Regions from separate parts of the Mus musculus genome. Here region 1 is linked to region 2. The links are chromatin contacts, called in public promoter capture Hi-C maps. All regions are on one chromosome and are shown on one strand. The core of a region is the stretch at or near the end of the contact, and the rest is flanking DNA. Distances in the headings are between cores, read along the strand shown.

Region 1 (4,043 bases), core at 773-3,272, 220 kb after region 2:
GGATTAATACAACAGCTAAAACATTTAAATCCAAGCAAAGTCCACATCACTCCTAAAAGTAGATCAGTGACCAATTACCAGGTAGACGCTTAAGCTAGTTTCCTTATAGTAAAGGAGATGGAGCAAGAGTGACCTGCGGACCTGGGTTACGGTGATAACAGAGAAGAACTGCCAGCTTGCCATTCTTGGCATTGTTGTTGACTGATGCCCACACAGAAACAGACTGACATACAGACACTCGAGAGGCTGCAGTCAGCCCACCCAATGGTAGCTTTTCACTATTCCTACACTGCAGCATCAGGACCATCAAAACCTTCACTGGAGCTGGAGAGATGGCTCAGAGGTTAACAGCACTGACTGCTCTTCCAGAGGTCCTGAGTTCAATTCCCAGTAACCACATGGTGGCTCACAACTACCTGTAATGGGATCCGATGCCCTCTTCTGGTGTGTCTGTAAACATCTACAGTGTACTCATACATATATTTCTTTTAAAAAAAAAACAAACCAAACTTCCAACATTCTTTCCTCTTCATCCTCGTCAATTCTGCTGCTCACGATGGTGTAACATGAAATTGGATGAAACCAGAGGCCCAAAATATTCCCATCACAGAACCCATTCTTATCAAAAAAAAAATTATATTAAAAGCAGTAATAACTCTTACTCTCTTATCCTCTTCCCTCTCCGTCCCTTCTCTTCCCATTCCCCTTCCCCTTGTGTTCCTGGCTGGCCTCTGCTCTCTCTTTCTCCCTCCTTCTCTCCCCCTCTCTGCCTTTCTCTGTCTTCAGTCCCTCAACTCCCTCTCATTCCCTAAATAAACTCTATTCCATACTACAGAACAAAAATAAAACACTAATAGATCAGCGTTTTGTTTTTTTTTTTTTTTCTGGAAAAGAACACCGAGGTGTATTTGTTAAAACTCTGTTGGACAGAGCTGGTAAAATGGCTCACCAGGGAAAAGGACCTGAGCTCAGCCACCGGAACGCAAGGACGACGGCGGAAGATAAAGAACAGACTCCATCCGAGCACCATGGCCCTGGTGGCCCCACCCTCACCACAGCACACACAAGTAACTAACTTTTAAAACGTTCAATATTGGAACTTAAAAATTAACAGGATTAAAAAAAGAATGCATTAAAAATAAATAGGGTTAAGAACCAGGCCCGGTGAGCCAAGCCTACAGCCAATTCAAGGAATGACCATAGTAGGTCTGCCGAAACCTGGAGGCCAGCCTGGACTGTGGTGTCAGCTTCTGTCTCAACCAACCAACCAAATCACCAAAGAGGAAGTCTAGATCCGGTGGGGCATGCCTGCAATTCCAGAGCCTGGGAGGATGAGGTGGGGACATCAGAACAGCCGAGCCATCCTCAATGACAATGGCTTATTCCAGGCTAGCTTGGCCTATATGAGACTGTCTCAAAACAAAACAAAACAAAACAGAGCTAGCAAGATGGTTCAGGGGGTAAACTCTGGCTCCTAGAGCCCACCTGGCAGGGCAGGGGAGGGAGGAACACTTCTGCAGCTTGTCAGGGTTTGTGTGTGCGTGGCCCAGGGAGAGGCACTATTAGGAGGTGTGGCCTTGTTGGAGTAGGTGTGTCACTGTGGGTGTGGGCTTTAAGACCCTCATCCTAGCTGCCTGGAATCGAGTCTTCTGCTAGCAGCCTTCAGATGAAGATGTACAACTCTCAGCTCCTCCTGCACCATGCCTGCCTGGATGCTGCCATGTTCCTGCCTTGATGATAATGGACTGAATCCCTGAACCTGTAAGCCAGTCCCAGTTAAATGTTGCCTTTATAAGAGTTCTTGGTCATGGTGTCTGTGCACAGCAATGAAAACCCCAAGACAAGGCTCACAATGCTCTCTCCCCACCAAATAAATACATGAAACACACACACACACACACTGCTCCCCCCCCCCCCCCGCCCCACAACCGGCCCAACAAACACTAATGAGAGCAGAGGAAAGGGCCGGGGAGATTGCTCAGCAGGTACTAAGCGCTCCGTGAGTGACTCAGAGTGATCCCAGAACCCACATCAGAGGGAGGAGCGACTCTTCTCCACAAAGTCGCCTTTGACCTCCACAAGCATGCCACAGGCAGTCATCCTTAAGCGAATTTCCTAAAAGCAAAGCGGGTAGAATACGGTGGTAATCCCAGCAGTCGGGAAGCTGAAGCAGGGGGAGTGCTGGGAGTTCAAGGTGAGCCTGAGCTACGTGGAGAGCGCCAGGCCACACAGTCTAGGTAACACAGCAAGATTACACCTCAAACAAACTGAACCCTGTTTGCAAGGTAGGCTGGGAAAAGAAAAGAATCCCTGGAACCCCAGAGTTGAAGCGGAAACAAAAACCCCAAACCAAATCAGGATAACAACAAGAGCATAAAGCTCAGTGGTAGAGCCCTTGCCGAGGTTCAATTCCCAGCACTATAAAAACAAAAGCCCCAAATCATCGGACACGCATAAAACTTTTAATTATAATCAGCCTGCAACACCAAAGCAGACTGAGGTCAAGACTGCAATACTTCAGCTACTTTCAAAGCAGGTGGTTTAAGTCCCTATGAAAATAAAACCATTAATATACAAAAAGCCTGGACTTCTAGGGTGTTTGTTTTTTGAGACCAGGCTATCCTGTTGTAGACCAGGCTGGCCTTGAACTCAGAGATCTGCCTGCTTCTGCCTCCCAAAGCTGGGATTAAAGGCGTGCACCAACACTACCTGGTTTTGACTGCTAGGTTTTTGATGTGCCTACACCTAGATTTCTATTAGTTGCTGTATTTGGAGGGGGAGTTCCTTCTAATCAGCAGAGGTGTGTATTGTATCAGAAACTGCTTGGGAAGTTTTGTTTTGTCTTTTAAACCACATAAAAGCCAAACAAATATGGCTCTAATACATAGTGAGATTGTTAACTCTGGCTCATTTATAACAAGTACTCTCTCTCCTTTGCTACAAGAATAACCCTCCTTCCTTTGATCCTAAACTTCAGAACGCTCACGTCTTTAAACATTAATTAAAGGCTTGTTGTTCTTCTAGCGTCTTCTTTTATCACTCAGCTACAGTACTTAGTAGACTTCTGCATGACAGTGGGTTTAATTGTTTACATTTATCCAAATATACCAGCATCTCCTAATGGATTTCTCATCACAAAATTGTTTTATATAACTTAAGGTGTGGCATACGGGAACTGCTTATTTCCAGTCTGCAGAGACTAGTAAGGAGGCTCACTGTCACCAACTTCAGACTTAAGCAACTTGCAGTGCAAGGTAAGCAACCACAGGGTAAAACATATACTGCCTACTACAAAGTTCTCTGTCTCTGTAACTGTGTTACAACGTTGCAACAATTAGCAACGTCCCATGTTGCACAAAGTCCTGCCTTAACGGGTCAGGTTTCAGGATCCTGGCTCAGCCAATCTAACAAAAATCAATCAGAACACTCGATGTTTCAATATTCAGAACATGCCTCAAATATGTTTGGTTTTATTAATGTTTACTCAAATTATACCTCTATCATCAGATGTGTTTGCTGTCTAAATCCTCTGACACGTGTTTATGGTTGCATGCTTTTCAAAATAGTTACATTGACTGACTTACCCTCTGTCTAAAGTCTGAATCGGCATTTGGATTTAACCCTAAAAGAGCCTGTTCATCCATCTCGGCCGCTATTCCTGGAGTTTTCCGATCACAACAGACGTGGCTTCTAATCCCACAGCAGAATCCACAATCATCTGTGCACAGAAAACAAAAGATGATCACCTAGAATATCAGATGTGGCTGAAAATACACAGCTCCTGAAGGGTCAAAACCCACCTTAAGAGTCTAGACCTCACAAGAACAAAAGTGGGCCATGGAGCCCACAGCAGCATAATTGTGCAGACTCTAAACAAGTATGCCATTAAAGCTTTCAGGTGCTATCGCCCCGCAAAGTGCCCCGGCCAAATACAGAAAGTAATTCTTCTAGAAACAAGCATGAAGTGCTGGGGGTGGGGAAGGAGGTGGAAACAACAGTCAGATCCCCAAAGTTTTCTGGCCAGCTACTCAGCCAAACTGCTA
Region 2 (3,565 bases), core at 100-2,599:
AGGACTTCACTATGGAGCCCAGGCTAGCCTTGAAGCTACATTCCCCAGGCTCCGCCCCATCCTGCCCCTGCCCCTTCCCCCCCACCCCCCTCCCCCCTCCCCCCCTCCCCGTCCGTCCCCCGTCCCCCCCCCACCTCAGGGGTGCTGGGGTAATAAAGGTAAGCTTCCACACTCTCGCTTAGGGAGGGGGTGAGAGTTTACAGGCATGGAAACAAAGATTGGCAAAAAACAAAGATTGAGGCCTCCAGCTGTGGTCTGGATCACTCAGCATTAGCATCACCTTGGCCATGAAAAGACCGGAGAGCCCGGCGGCCCCACTGCTCCAGGTACCTTGAATCTAAGTTTTGTTACTGCCTCTCTGGCGAATACAGCGGAAGGCCAATCACCCTACAGTTGTGAGTGTTCTGTGTTTAAATCAATTTCCTTCTGTAAGAATCAACTTTTAAAATACAAACAAGACACTTGGCAGTGGCCACGCCACAGATCCAGTTCCCTCTGGCTCGCACACCTTGCTTGGCCTCCACAACCATGTCTGGCTAAGATAAAAAATTCTCTTAAGTCAAAATTGAAGGTGACAGAGAATGCCGGAAGAGAGACAAAATGGGTGGATTGCAACGAAATATAAATCACCAGCTTGCACCCCACACCCTGCAAGTGTTACCTTGTGTTAGCTCTTTTTAAAAGTTTCATTTTAAGGACTGGAGAGATGGCTCAGTGGTTAAGAGCACTGACTGCTCTTCCAGAGGTCCTGAGTTCAGTTCCCAGCAACCACATGGTGGCTCACGACCATCTGTTATGGGATCTGATGGCCTCTTCTGGTGTGTCTGAAGACAGCTACAGTGTACTCGTCATATATAGAAAATAAAATCTTTAAAAAAAAAAAAAAGAAAGAAAGAAAGAAAGAAAGAAAGAAAGGAAGAAAGAAAGAAAGAAAAAAGAAGAAAAAAAGAAAAAGAAAAAGCCGGGCCGGGTGGTGGTGGCGCACGCCTTTAATTAATCCCAGCACTTGGGAGGCAGAGGCAGGCGGATTTCTGAGTTCAAGGCCAGCCTGGTCTACAGAGTGAGTTCCAGGACAGCCTGGAATATGTAGAAACTGTCTCAAAAGACAAAACAAAACAAACTAATAAAGTTATCACAAACTTGATTGGCTAAAGTAATTCCCTCCCCAGAACAAAGATAATCCCTTAAAAATTTAGAGTCCTGTGCTGCTGTGTGAATAAACATTTCTAAGTCCCATCTCACCTGCCTCAGAAACAAAGACAGGAGCTTCGGGGAGCTCGGTGCCAAGGTATGGGGCTGGCAGGATGTTAAGATGGCGGAGTCTCTGCACTGGTGCAGAGGTCTGCCTTGTCTAAAAAGAGCTCCCTCGTTGAAGTCTTCGAAGGATTTTCTCTCAGAAACCAGAGCTTTACAGCACAAACTGCTTCTCAATCTTATCACCTATGACAGACCGACTGGGAGTGGTTCCCCAAAAAGCAAAGCAAAACCAGAGGAAACCAGACCAGAGACCAAGCCAGAGCCTAACCCCACCGTGCAGACGACCAGGTGAGCCAGCTCCATAGCTGGCCCGCCCTCCAGGCTCTCACCGGGCCTTCCTCTCCACCCTTGACTCTTTAGCAGAGATTCTTTCTAGAACACCAAATTAAGCAAGTTGCGGTTCACGTCGGAAGTCAGCACAGGGAGAACTCGAAATTTTTCGGTCCTTTGCTAAGGATGGTGCCTGTCTCGGGACTGGCTGAGCGGCTCAGCCCACTGCAGCTTTGGGTGGCTTGCCTTCCTTTCCTGGTTGTTCTAGGAATTTTCTGACCAATTACAAGAGGAACACTAGGAATGAATGGTCCCCTGCCCTGCCCTGCCCACTCCTCCCAGGCAACAGACCTTAAAGGAAAAGCAGGACAGTTCCTGCCCTGTATTTCAGGATTAGCCCCTAAATCGGTGGCTCTCAGCCCTCCTAACACTGCGACCCTTTCATACAGTTCCTCTCATTGTGGTGACTCCCTGTCTTAGTCAGGGTTTCTATTCCTGCACAAACATCAGGACCAAGAATCAAGTTGGGGAGGAAAGGGTTTATTTGGCTTACACTTCCATACTGCTGTTCATCACCAAAGGAAGTCAGGACTGGAACTCAAGCAGGTCAGGAAGCAGGAGCTGATGCAGAAGCCATGGAGGGATGTTCTTTACTGGCTTGCCTCACCTGGCTTGCTCAGCCTGCTCTCTTATAGAACCCAAGACTACCAGCCCAGAGATGGTCCCACCCACAAGGGGCCTTTCCCCCTTGATTACTAACTGAGAAAATGCCTTACAGTTGGATCTCATGGAGGCATTTCCTCAACTGAAGCTCCTTTCTCTGTGATAACTCCAGCTGTGTCAAGTTGACACAAAACTAGCCTGTACAATTGACCCCTTGTCAACTTGACACACAAACACATCACTAGTAAGCCTCAACCCTTACATTCTTATTCATCCCCAAGATCTAAATAACTTTAAAAGTCCCACAGTCTTTACATATTCTTAAAATTTCAATCTCTTTAAAATATCCATCTCTTTTAAAATCCAAAGTCTTTTTACAATTAAAAGTTTCTTAACTGTGGGCTCCACTAAAACAGTTTCTTCAAGAGGGAAAATATCAGGGCACAGTCACAATCAAAAGCAAAAATCAATCTACAACTGTCCAATCTCTGGGATCCAACTTACGATCTTCTGGGCTCCTCCAAGGGCTTAGGTCACTTCTCCAGCCATGCCCTTTGTAGCACACGCGTCATCCTCTAGGCTCCAGATGCCTGTACTCCACTGCTGCTGCTGCTCTTGGTGGTCATCTCATGGTACTGGCATCTCCAAAACACTGCATGACCCCTTCAGTCCTGGACCTTCAATTGCACCTTCACCAATGACCTTCCATGGCCTCTCACAGTGCCGAGCCTCAGCTGCTCTGTGTGACCCCTTCATGCCTTCAAAACCAGTACCACCTGGGTGACCCTTACATATTACCAAGTCCCGCTGCAGCAGGAGTACAACCTTGGCCATCTCTGGAACACAGCCTCTTTGTGCTTTCAGAAAACACTTCCCAGAAGATGTCACCTCAATGATGCTGGTCTCTTCTTAATCACCACTAATTTCTTAGCTCCAGCTAACCAGCATCAATAGTCCCAGTAATGCAAAGTTTTTGCTTTAGTAGTTCTGGTATCTTGTTAATCACAGCTGATTCTTCAGCCCCAGCTAACCAGAACTACACAATCTTCACAATCAAAACAGCAATGGCCCTGAAAAGAGTCTTTAATTTTCCCTCTGAAATTTCACAAACCAAACCTCCATCTTCTGCAGTGTTCTCAACATTATCTTCCAAGCTCCTACACAACATCTGACAGAGCTCTTAACAATGGATGGATCTTCAAGCCCAAAGTTCCAAAGTCCTTCCATAGCCCTCCCCAAAACATGGTCAGGTTGTCACAGGAATACCCCACTCTGCTGGTACCAATTTGTCTTAGTCAGGGTTTGTATTCCTGCACAAACATCATGACCAAGAAGCAAGTTGGGGAGGAAAGGGTTTATTCGGCTTACACTTCCA

Evidence for each region. Promoter capture Hi-C pulls out the DNA fragments that hold promoters and counts their contacts.
Region 1: a promoter capture Hi-C map of embryonic stem cells shows a contact between it and region 2. The contact joins two enhancer-like sites. A contact is called at or near these places in 6 of 39 promoter capture datasets (the C10 cell line, cranial neural crest, embryonic stem cells and 3 more), 2 of 484 Hi-C or Micro-C datasets (nephron progenitors and pre-B cells), 1 of 115 datasets of contacts at active chromatin or transcription factors (thymic regulatory T cells) and 3 of 9 other capture datasets (adipose tissue, liver and pancreatic islet).

Annotation. Positions count from the first base shown.
Region 1 is chr10:121,619,274-121,623,316 of GRCm38.p6, forward strand. Xpot (exportin, tRNA (nuclear export receptor for tRNAs)) reads right to left here. Exons shown (of 25, transcript NM_001081056.2): 2 at 3,585-3,718. The coding sequence starts at 3,644. Among named protein-coding and RNA genes, the nearest start is that of Xpot, 5.0 kb to the right of the region's middle. Within about 2 kb of position 2,023, at least 18 of the 459 cell types and tissues checked have an H3K27ac peak or open chromatin away from gene starts, as enhancers often do. A contact at or near this core is called in embryonic stem cells, where this site is marked.
Region 2 is chr10:121,403,887-121,407,451 of GRCm38.p6, forward strand. No RefSeq gene overlaps it. Among named protein-coding and RNA genes, the nearest start is that of Gns, 41 kb to the left of the region's middle. Within about 2 kb of position 1,350, at least 5 of the 459 cell types and tissues checked have an H3K27ac peak or open chromatin away from gene starts, as enhancers often do. A contact at or near this core is called in embryonic stem cells, where this site is marked.